Linked DNA regions of Arachis hypogaea: region 1 is linked to region 2. Evidence: chromatin contacts called from public Hi-C data. All regions are on one chromosome and are shown on one strand. The core of a region is the stretch at or near the end of the contact, and the rest is flanking DNA. Distances in the headings are between cores, read along the strand shown. Region 1 holds the start of LOC112722846 (serine/threonine/tyrosine-protein kinase HT1). Region 2 holds the start of LOC112722843 (transcription initiation factor IIF subunit alpha).

Region 1 (4,024 bases), core at 1,498-3,997, 130 kb before region 2:
AAAGTTTGGCAAAAAGTAAAAAACTGAGTAGGTGAGGAAGACAAGCAGGTAGTGAAAATCCCTAAGTGACTAATAATAATACTGAATTAATGATTATATAGGCGAGTATGTTGGTTGATCTTGTGAGAGATTATTATTGGATTGAATTTGAGATTGGAGAAATGGTAAAAAAGATTTGAGGGGAAGGTGGCCACTGTTACATCTTCGACTTAGGGAAATGGGTTTGGGATAGCTGAGAGGCTTGGCATGGAAGGTGCTTCTGAAGTCATCTCTTCTCGCAATCAGGTTCCTTTCCTTTCCTCTTTCCCTCAAATTAAATATATTCATATGATTACTCAATTTCATTTACTCCTACTTATATCTGCAGCAAAATGTTGCAGACTGCAGATAAACTTAGGACTAAAGGAATTGAAGTTTTGGCCCTGGTCTGTCATGTCTCCAATGGTTAACAGAGAAAGGATTTGATTCACAAAACTGTACAGGTCACCCTTTTCTTCATTTCAATATTTGTTTAACTGAACATCTACTTGCATATAAATAGTTCTATATTACTATTATCTTTTATTAGAACTTGTTTTATAAGTTATTTGAATGCTGTTTTAATATGCGGCTGAGCATTACAGAAGTCTGGAAAGATAGATGTGATTGTGTCCAACGCAGCTGCAAATCCTTCTGTTGACCCCATCTTGCAAACCGAAGACTCTGTCTTTGACAAGCTTTGGGAGATTAATGTCAAAGCCTCTATACTTCTTCTCAAGGTAACCATATCTTTCTGTCATGTCATCTCCATTTGATGAGCTAAGTTTCTAATTAATGTGTTAACCACCTTTATTATTCTTGCAGGATGCAGCTCCTCACTTGCACAGGGGTTCCTCTGTCGTTATTGTTTCCTCTATTGCCAGTCTCAACCTGCCTGCTTCTAGTTCTATGTATATATGTATGGAGTGACCAAAACAGCCCTTTTTGGACTTACCAAAGTAGGTACTTCACTTGCCCTGCAAAGTGTTCCTTCTGAAACTAACAAAACTGCATATATCTTCGTGTTTCTTTACTCTGATAATTATTTGTAATATGCTGCATAGGCTCTGGCTGCTGAGATGGTCCCAAACACTCGTGTTAACTGTATTGCTCCCTGTTTTGTGCTAACAAATTTTCCCTTGTTTATTACTAGTAATGAAGCTACTGTGAGTAATCTTTTGACTTAAATATGCTTTTCTTGTCTCAAATCTCCTTCCACACTATATCTTTGTGTGCTACTGCAGAGGCTACAGCTTGAAGAAAAGACATTACTTGGAAGGCTTGGTACAACGGAGCACATGGCTGCCGGTGCAGCTTTTCTGGCATCAGATGATGATGCTTATACGACGGGAAACTCTAGCCATTGCTGGGGGAATGCCATCGAGGCTGTAGCTTACGTTTCCTTCTTAGTTCTTATAGTATGTTTCTGCTGTTGGATATAGTTCTGTACCCAAGGGGGGGAAAAGTATTCAAGTTGTTCTTTGCATGTTTAAAAAGTGTTATTTGATGTATGCATGACGTATAATAATTAGATGCGAAAAAAAAGAACAGTTTATCTTAATATTAAGTGGTTTTGAAAGGTTTTCTTTTCAGTTAGTCTATGAAAAGCTTAACTAGAAAGTGAGCCTAGAAATTTGTTAGTTTGTATTGCGATTTGCGAATGTGAAAAACAAGCTAAACTGATGCAGTATTTTAGTTTTTGTTTTAGCTTTAGCAACTCCTTTTGTTTTGCAAAGGCCATTTACCAGACTCGGGCCTCAGCAGCTAAACAAACCAACCAAAAAGAACAATAAGTTTGAGAGCATACAGAAAAAGCATAAAATATCTTTCTTTACGAATTTTGCTTCACAAAAAGTGCTTTCCTTAGAATCTTAATTAAACAAGAGTTTAGTGCAAGACGGAAGTGTTTTTTGATGAATACACACGGATCTCTTTTTATGAATAATGTAATTGAAAGCATAAATTTACAGAACATTTAGCTGGTAGATGTTCAAATGAACTTTGAACATAGTTTGGCCTTTGGAGTTTGGACAGAAGTTTTTACCTAAATAATGGTTTTGAAGTTTTTTAGACAACCCAACATTGAAATATTATGGTACCATTGATGGTTTATTACAAGGTACAATAGTTTTTGGTTCTATTTTTCATAAGTCTATTTCATAATTTCATTTCTCAAAGCATTAGCCTTTAATCAGAATCCACACCTTTGAATTTATCATAAATGGGCCTGATTCTGTGCTTAGAATCTTTGCTTTGCAAAATTGCAAACCATTGCTTGGAGATTAAGCTTCGATGACCCGCAATTGAAATGCTTCTTCCAAAAACAGAATGTTACCCCTCTTATCACGTTGTTATCTTTTAGTTAGTGCTCTATTGATTATTTCAATGATGGAATAAAGGAGAAACCCAAAATAATAAAAATCTTCAAGGAGGAGAATAGGAATTAGAAGCCAAAATGCGAAAATAGTTCATCCAAATCCATCAGTAAGGTACTATACTTTGTACCATTTAAGTACCTAACCAAAAGAAAAAAGCTTCATATATTTCTATGAAGAAGGGAAGATAGTAATAACTTGCAACTGGATCAAACGGTTCATGACTTGGCACTTGTCAAGTGCATTACTTTTTGTGCCACATGTATTCTAGGACTTTTTGGGTCCCAACCCAAGAAAGTTGGTGCTTGCTACAGTTAAAGGATATATCCCAAAGTCTGAGAAGACTGCAAAGTGCAAATTGTTGGCTAAGCTGAACTCAAGCCTCAAATCTAATCAGACTTTGCACTGTGGCCACTTATATAAACATTACATTCATTGATAAATGATGAATGATGATGATGCATGCAATAAAAGGAAACAAAGTAACCCATAACACAAACTAAAAATAAAGGCTCTCTTTTGAACCAAGAACTCACGAGACACCCCTGAATCAGTTCTTCTTTATGCTGCTAAACGACCTAATCCTCCTGATTCCTGATCCATCCTATTTGTAGAAACCGTGAAAGAAAAAACTGCTTCTTCTTCTTCTTCTTCCTCTTTCTTTCTCTTCCAGAATTTCATTTTCATGAAACTTCCATGCATTTGCTTCCAATTCTTGTTAAACAATGAAACCCCAGCATCCCTTATTGTTTGTGTCTCTGGTTATGTGTGATAGTAAGAGTTCTTGTTCTTGAAAAGTGTGAGAAAAGCTTGACATGAAAAAGTGGCCTTGTTCCATACCACACCTTTCTGTTCTCTTGTTAAAATCCAGAAGGGTCTTCTCTCAAGACGTAAATGAATCATTTTGATGCATGCTTTTCGTTCTTTGTTGTTGGAGCCCGTGTTTCGGAATCCGTTTATGGCTTCATGCACTTCCTGAAATCGGTTCACACGTTCAGAAGGAAAGCTGTTCCATTTGACTGTCTTTTCTGACAAGCATCACAGACATACAAAACCATAACTTGAAATAAATAAAGCATGCAATTCACAAGAGCTTCTTCAATGGCTGGCTCATGCTTCCATGGGCTTCGCATGCGAAGGTCGAAGAGTAAGCCTTTACCGGAGCTTCCTCCTTCATCGTCTTCCAAGAAAAGGATGAATTCTGACTTAGAGAACATGGAGAGAAAGAGATTTGACAGCTTGGAATCATGGTCCATGATATTGGACTCTGAGAATGTGGAGACATGGGAAGCTTCTAAGGAGGATCAGGAGGAGTGGACTGCAGATTTGTCACAGCTTTTCATAGGGAACAAGTTTGCATCTGGAGCTCACAGTAGAATCTACCGTGGAATTTACAAGCAGAGAGCCGTAGCTGTGAAAATGGTGAGGATCCCGACACAGGACGAGGAGAGAAGATCCTTGCTTGAGCAGCAGTTCAAATCTGAAGTTGCTTTGCTTTCACGTCTCTTTCATCCGAACATAGTTCAGGTAATTCCAAGGGTGTTTATGTATATTCAACTTCTTGTCCTTATGCTGTTTTTGTTTATTTAGCTTCATGCCAGTTTGGTAATTGTCTTAAGATAGAAATATAG
Region 2 (4,441 bases), core at 1,239-3,738:
CCCAGATTTACTCAGACCTCCTCCATCTTCATTATCTTCATCCTCATCCTCCTCATCCTAAAATAATATATTAGTGTAGTTTCATAATAAACCAAGGGTGAGTACCAAGAGGGTTAGTTCCTAAAAATGGGTTGCAAAATAATTGAAATTTACCTGCTTGATTTCAGGAGGAGCAGGAACTTCAGGAGCCAAATCTTCCCTTTCCTCGGGATCATTGCCAACAGCTTCATCATCATCAGTGAAAATCTCTTCGTGTTCCCAATCATCACCTAAAAGATGTGCATACGTATGATTAGCAAGAAGAATAAGCATATACATGAAGATTTCAATAAGATTAATAACTTCAAATAAAATTAAGTAAAAAAAAGGCCATCTGTAGGCCAAATTAAAAGTAATTACTTGAATTGAATGCAACCAATAAGCAAAGGATACTAATGAGAAAATACACTACCTAAGCCCACCAGGTTAATAGTCGCAATGACTAGTCATGGTTAATATTAACAAGTACACTACACTGGTGTTGACAATGTTCTCTTTCTCTAGCTAAACTCCATTTTTTTTCTTCTTATAAAAAAGTTCTGTAGTTATAACCATCAACAACATCTAAGGCAGTCAACTCCCAATATTTGATTCACTTAGCATCCAATTTGCTCTTCAAATTGACTCTCTAGGCTATATCCTCCACCAAGAATACACGTATAAAAACACTGAAGCAATCAACTGAAAATGATGAATAAAACTTCACAAAAAGGAGAATTGATGTGTAATCTAAAATAACTGCTTTGTAGCATTTTCATCAGAAAAATTAACTTACCCTTCTCAATATCATCATCATCCTGATCAAGGTCTCCTCCCCTTGGACCTTCTTCATCGTCATCGCCATCTCTTTTATCAAGTCCAAGTCTATGCTTCCTTGTTGCCTCCTCCTCTTCGTCCTCCTCCCCCTTATCAGAGACATGACCCTCATCATCATCACCACCTTTTTTGCGGCCTTTCCCGGCAGTGCTCTCCTTCTCTTCAAATTTTGCACGTTCACCAAATACAGCAGGTCCATTATTTGCAGCTTTCATCATCCATCTTTCATATCCATCTGCAGTTTTCTTTCTATTCTTAATTTTCTCTTCTGCTTCCTCCAGAGTCAATTGCTTATACTGTGCAACCTTGTTAAAGTTGTACCTAAAGATTTTTTTACGAAAAGAGAATAAATATGCATTATTATACATCTGCATTCTTCCTTTGATTTGACTGGTAAGCGCAACAAAAAGAAAAATAAAACTAAAACCACGGGAAAATTCTCAGAGAGGAACACCACCCTTATTCTGAAAAGAACAAACATACCAAGAACCAGCAGGAATGGCAACAAACTCCTTCCTTTCCATCATGAGAAGGTAATATGTAGCTGATTGTGCACCTTCGAGATTACCCTGGTATTGGAACTGACCCGTTTCATCCTCCAACAGCCAAGGCTTGTTCTTGTACTTCTCCTATGACATACAATAAGCAAATATGCAGGAAATAAACATCTGGGATTTCCATGGTGAAAGCAAAAATACAATGCTAACATGTCAAGCTTCAACGAAAAATATTAGATAAGGGGAATATCACTTTCAATCCCATATCATCAATTTGCACATGGAAGGATGGATAAGATTCAATACCCGCAAAGCATCAGTAATTTGGCGGTTCTGCAGTCCATCCTTCTGAAGGGACCACTTGTTTTCAGCACTTTTCTTCTTAGAGAAATTAGGCAACCCAGTCACGAATCTTCCAATGAAGTAATTTTTGTCAGTGGTTGAGCTTGCACGAACATTATATTCCTGTCACAAACAACACCATTGACCATATGCTTTCGTTAATCAGCAAATAACAATAACGAAAGAGTAAAAATGCTAGTTTGTATATGCAACTGTCGTAATGCTTGCAACGAAGCGAAAGGAATTAGAATGCCATGCCATCGAAGAACCAAGTATGAATTATTAGGTGGAAAAACAATAGAAATCCGGGAAGGGAAAAATGAATGAATGAACGGAGACATCGGAATTGAAATCGAACTCGAATCAAGCGAGTGATGGTGGCGCCACAGTCGAAGCATTTGGCCTTTTTCTCAGCCATGGTCTTGCCGCAGGTCAAACAGAGAGTCATGTGCTTGCAATTGCTTCCGTAAAGGTCGGTGGTTGATCCACATCCACCGCACGACGCCTTCAGTTGCAGGTCCATCGACATTTTCCCGGTAATCAATCAATCCAAAACGCTAATTCGCAAGAGTCTACGGTTTCATGTAATAAATTCAATAGCAATTTTTGGTGCGCATCTTCTAAGATTTTAACTCAGCGGCGCGCACCACCGATTTGTAATGTTATGTATGTAATAATATCTACGACGACGGTACGACACTGAATTCATCTCCCGACTTTTCCTCAGATTTGAGCATTCTCTCAATAGGCTTGGCATTTTATAGCACTGCGAGGTTACGAACCCATCTGAGCTTGGGCTTGCACATTAATTGGGCCTTTAAATAAATTTATTTTTGAATAAATATCCTATTCGGTCCTAACTTTTTTTGTCCGTGGGAGATATTACACCTTAATCATTCTTAAATCTCAATTAAGTCTCACCCATTAAGAAAAATAAATAAATTGACCATTGCTACCAGATGACAAATAACCGTGTCAAGTGTCACCTCCAAAAGGTTGCAGGAACTAAAAATCTCTCTTTTCTTTTTCTTCTTTTTTTTCATTTTTTTCCTTCATCAAAGGCGAATTTTATTGTCATCCCTTACACAACCACTAAATCCTCATTTTCATTCACCTCAAGAATTCATGATTCAAAACCCTTCCAACTCTCACCATCCAAAACCCTTCCAACTCCTTACACAACCACTATTTCACGTTGCTTCACAAGTCTCTGACTTTGTGAGCCAAATAGAAGAAGAAGAATAGAAGAATAGAAGAATAGAAGATACAGAAGTTGAAGAATTGAAGCGTGGCATGCCGCATGCATACTACATAGTATTAGGGGATTTTTATTTTAATAAATAAAATAATTATAATAATTATTGAAATAAATAATTTAAAAAATATTTACCAAAATAAATGTCCTTCCCTTATCTCGTTTACATTATAAACGAGATTTGCATGTATCTCGTTTACAGTGTAAACGAGATAAGACAGGTGGACGCAACACATGTATAGTGTAAACGAGATACGTATATTTATAAATATAAAAATATAATTTCTGAAAATAATAAAAAAATATTAATAATATCAATAATCCAAACTTTTAGCATGCAATTAATACTTAAAAAAGTTGGTAGAAGAGATTAAAATGAATATGTTTGATCAATTAATATTCAAAAAAAGTACATAAAAAATTGAGAAAATAACCATTTTTAACCATGAAAGATTCGAACACTGACATTTTTACCCATAAAAAATGAAAATTAAAATTATACCCATGAAAGATAGGCTTTTGCAGACAAAATTATCCGAATCCTAAAAAATTAAATACAATTCCCAAATTACCCTCATAATATATCGGGTAAAAAAACAAAATAAGCCATGGTTGGTTTAATATTACACGAATAAGCCAATGAAAAAATTGATTCAACAATCAACCAATGTGCATAACTATGTAATTCGAATCACCACGATTCGAACTCAATTTGAATGTAGTTCGAATTAGTGCAATTCGAACTACTTACACGCATGCATCCAACGTAATTTGAATTGGTGCAATTCGAATTAGCTTAACTTAATTCGAAACATGCTGATTCGAATTAGCATGATGTTGCAACCCTATATAATTCGAATCTCACTGATTCGAACTATGCACGTTTCACCACTAGTAGTAATTTGAATTGGGGTGTTTCGAATTACATATTGGTCAATTCGAAATGTGCTAGTTCGAATTAGTGAGGATGTTCACGTTTCGTAATGTTGGTTCACCACAGAGGATCGATTAAGAGAAAAAATTGTTCGAGAAGTCTGTTGAAAACACAAGGCAAAGAAAAGCTCTACAATAACATAGTTACCGAAAGTAGCATTGAAATGCCGTTTTCAAAGTACAACATCATGATAAAATTCTAACGAACCGAAACATAAATAGTCAAAATACAATAATAAAGTTCGCTAAAATACAACAATGAACATGAAAAAAAGCCATACAAGATACATCAATCATCTAAAAAGATGCGAACCGGTGAAGCAACGACGGGGTACTCGTGTCCTCTAGCCTCTCCGGATAAGCGGCTCTTTGTCTTCAATCTCATCATCCTCCTCGTCCGGGGCAGGCTGTGCAGGTGGCCTAGGCTGGACGGAGGCCCCAGACGGCTTGGCACCTGAATGTGATGCAGCAGTATAGGTGGAAGGAGGAGTACCACCCAATGCAAAAGGGTCAGCAACTGCCATCGAAGGAGGCTCGTTAAGATCGACAGCTAACGGTG

The links. A called contact is a pair of places that touch in the nucleus more often than the background predicts.
Region 1: a Hi-C map of leaf shows a contact between it and region 2, with 5 times the contacts expected there. The contact joins the promoter of LOC112722846 here to the promoter of LOC112722843 in region 2. A contact is called at or near these places in 2 of 8 Hi-C or Micro-C datasets (both in leaf).

What each region holds. Positions count from the first base shown.
Region 1 is chr11:136,910,171-136,914,194 of arahy.Tifrunner.gnm2.J5K5, reverse strand. It overlaps LOC112722846 (serine/threonine/tyrosine-protein kinase HT1), which reads left to right and starts at 2,747. Exons shown (of 4, transcript XM_025774024.3): 1 at 2,747-3,920. The coding sequence starts at 3,471. It also overlaps the pseudogene LOC112721919.
Region 2 is chr11:136,779,385-136,783,825 of arahy.Tifrunner.gnm2.J5K5, reverse strand. It overlaps LOC112722843 (transcription initiation factor IIF subunit alpha), which reads right to left and starts at 2,488. Exons shown (of 9, transcript XM_025774021.3): 1 at 2,053-2,488; 2 at 1,659-1,817; 3 at 1,339-1,484; 4 at 815-1,176; 5 at 154-269; 6 at 1-57. The coding sequence starts at 2,223.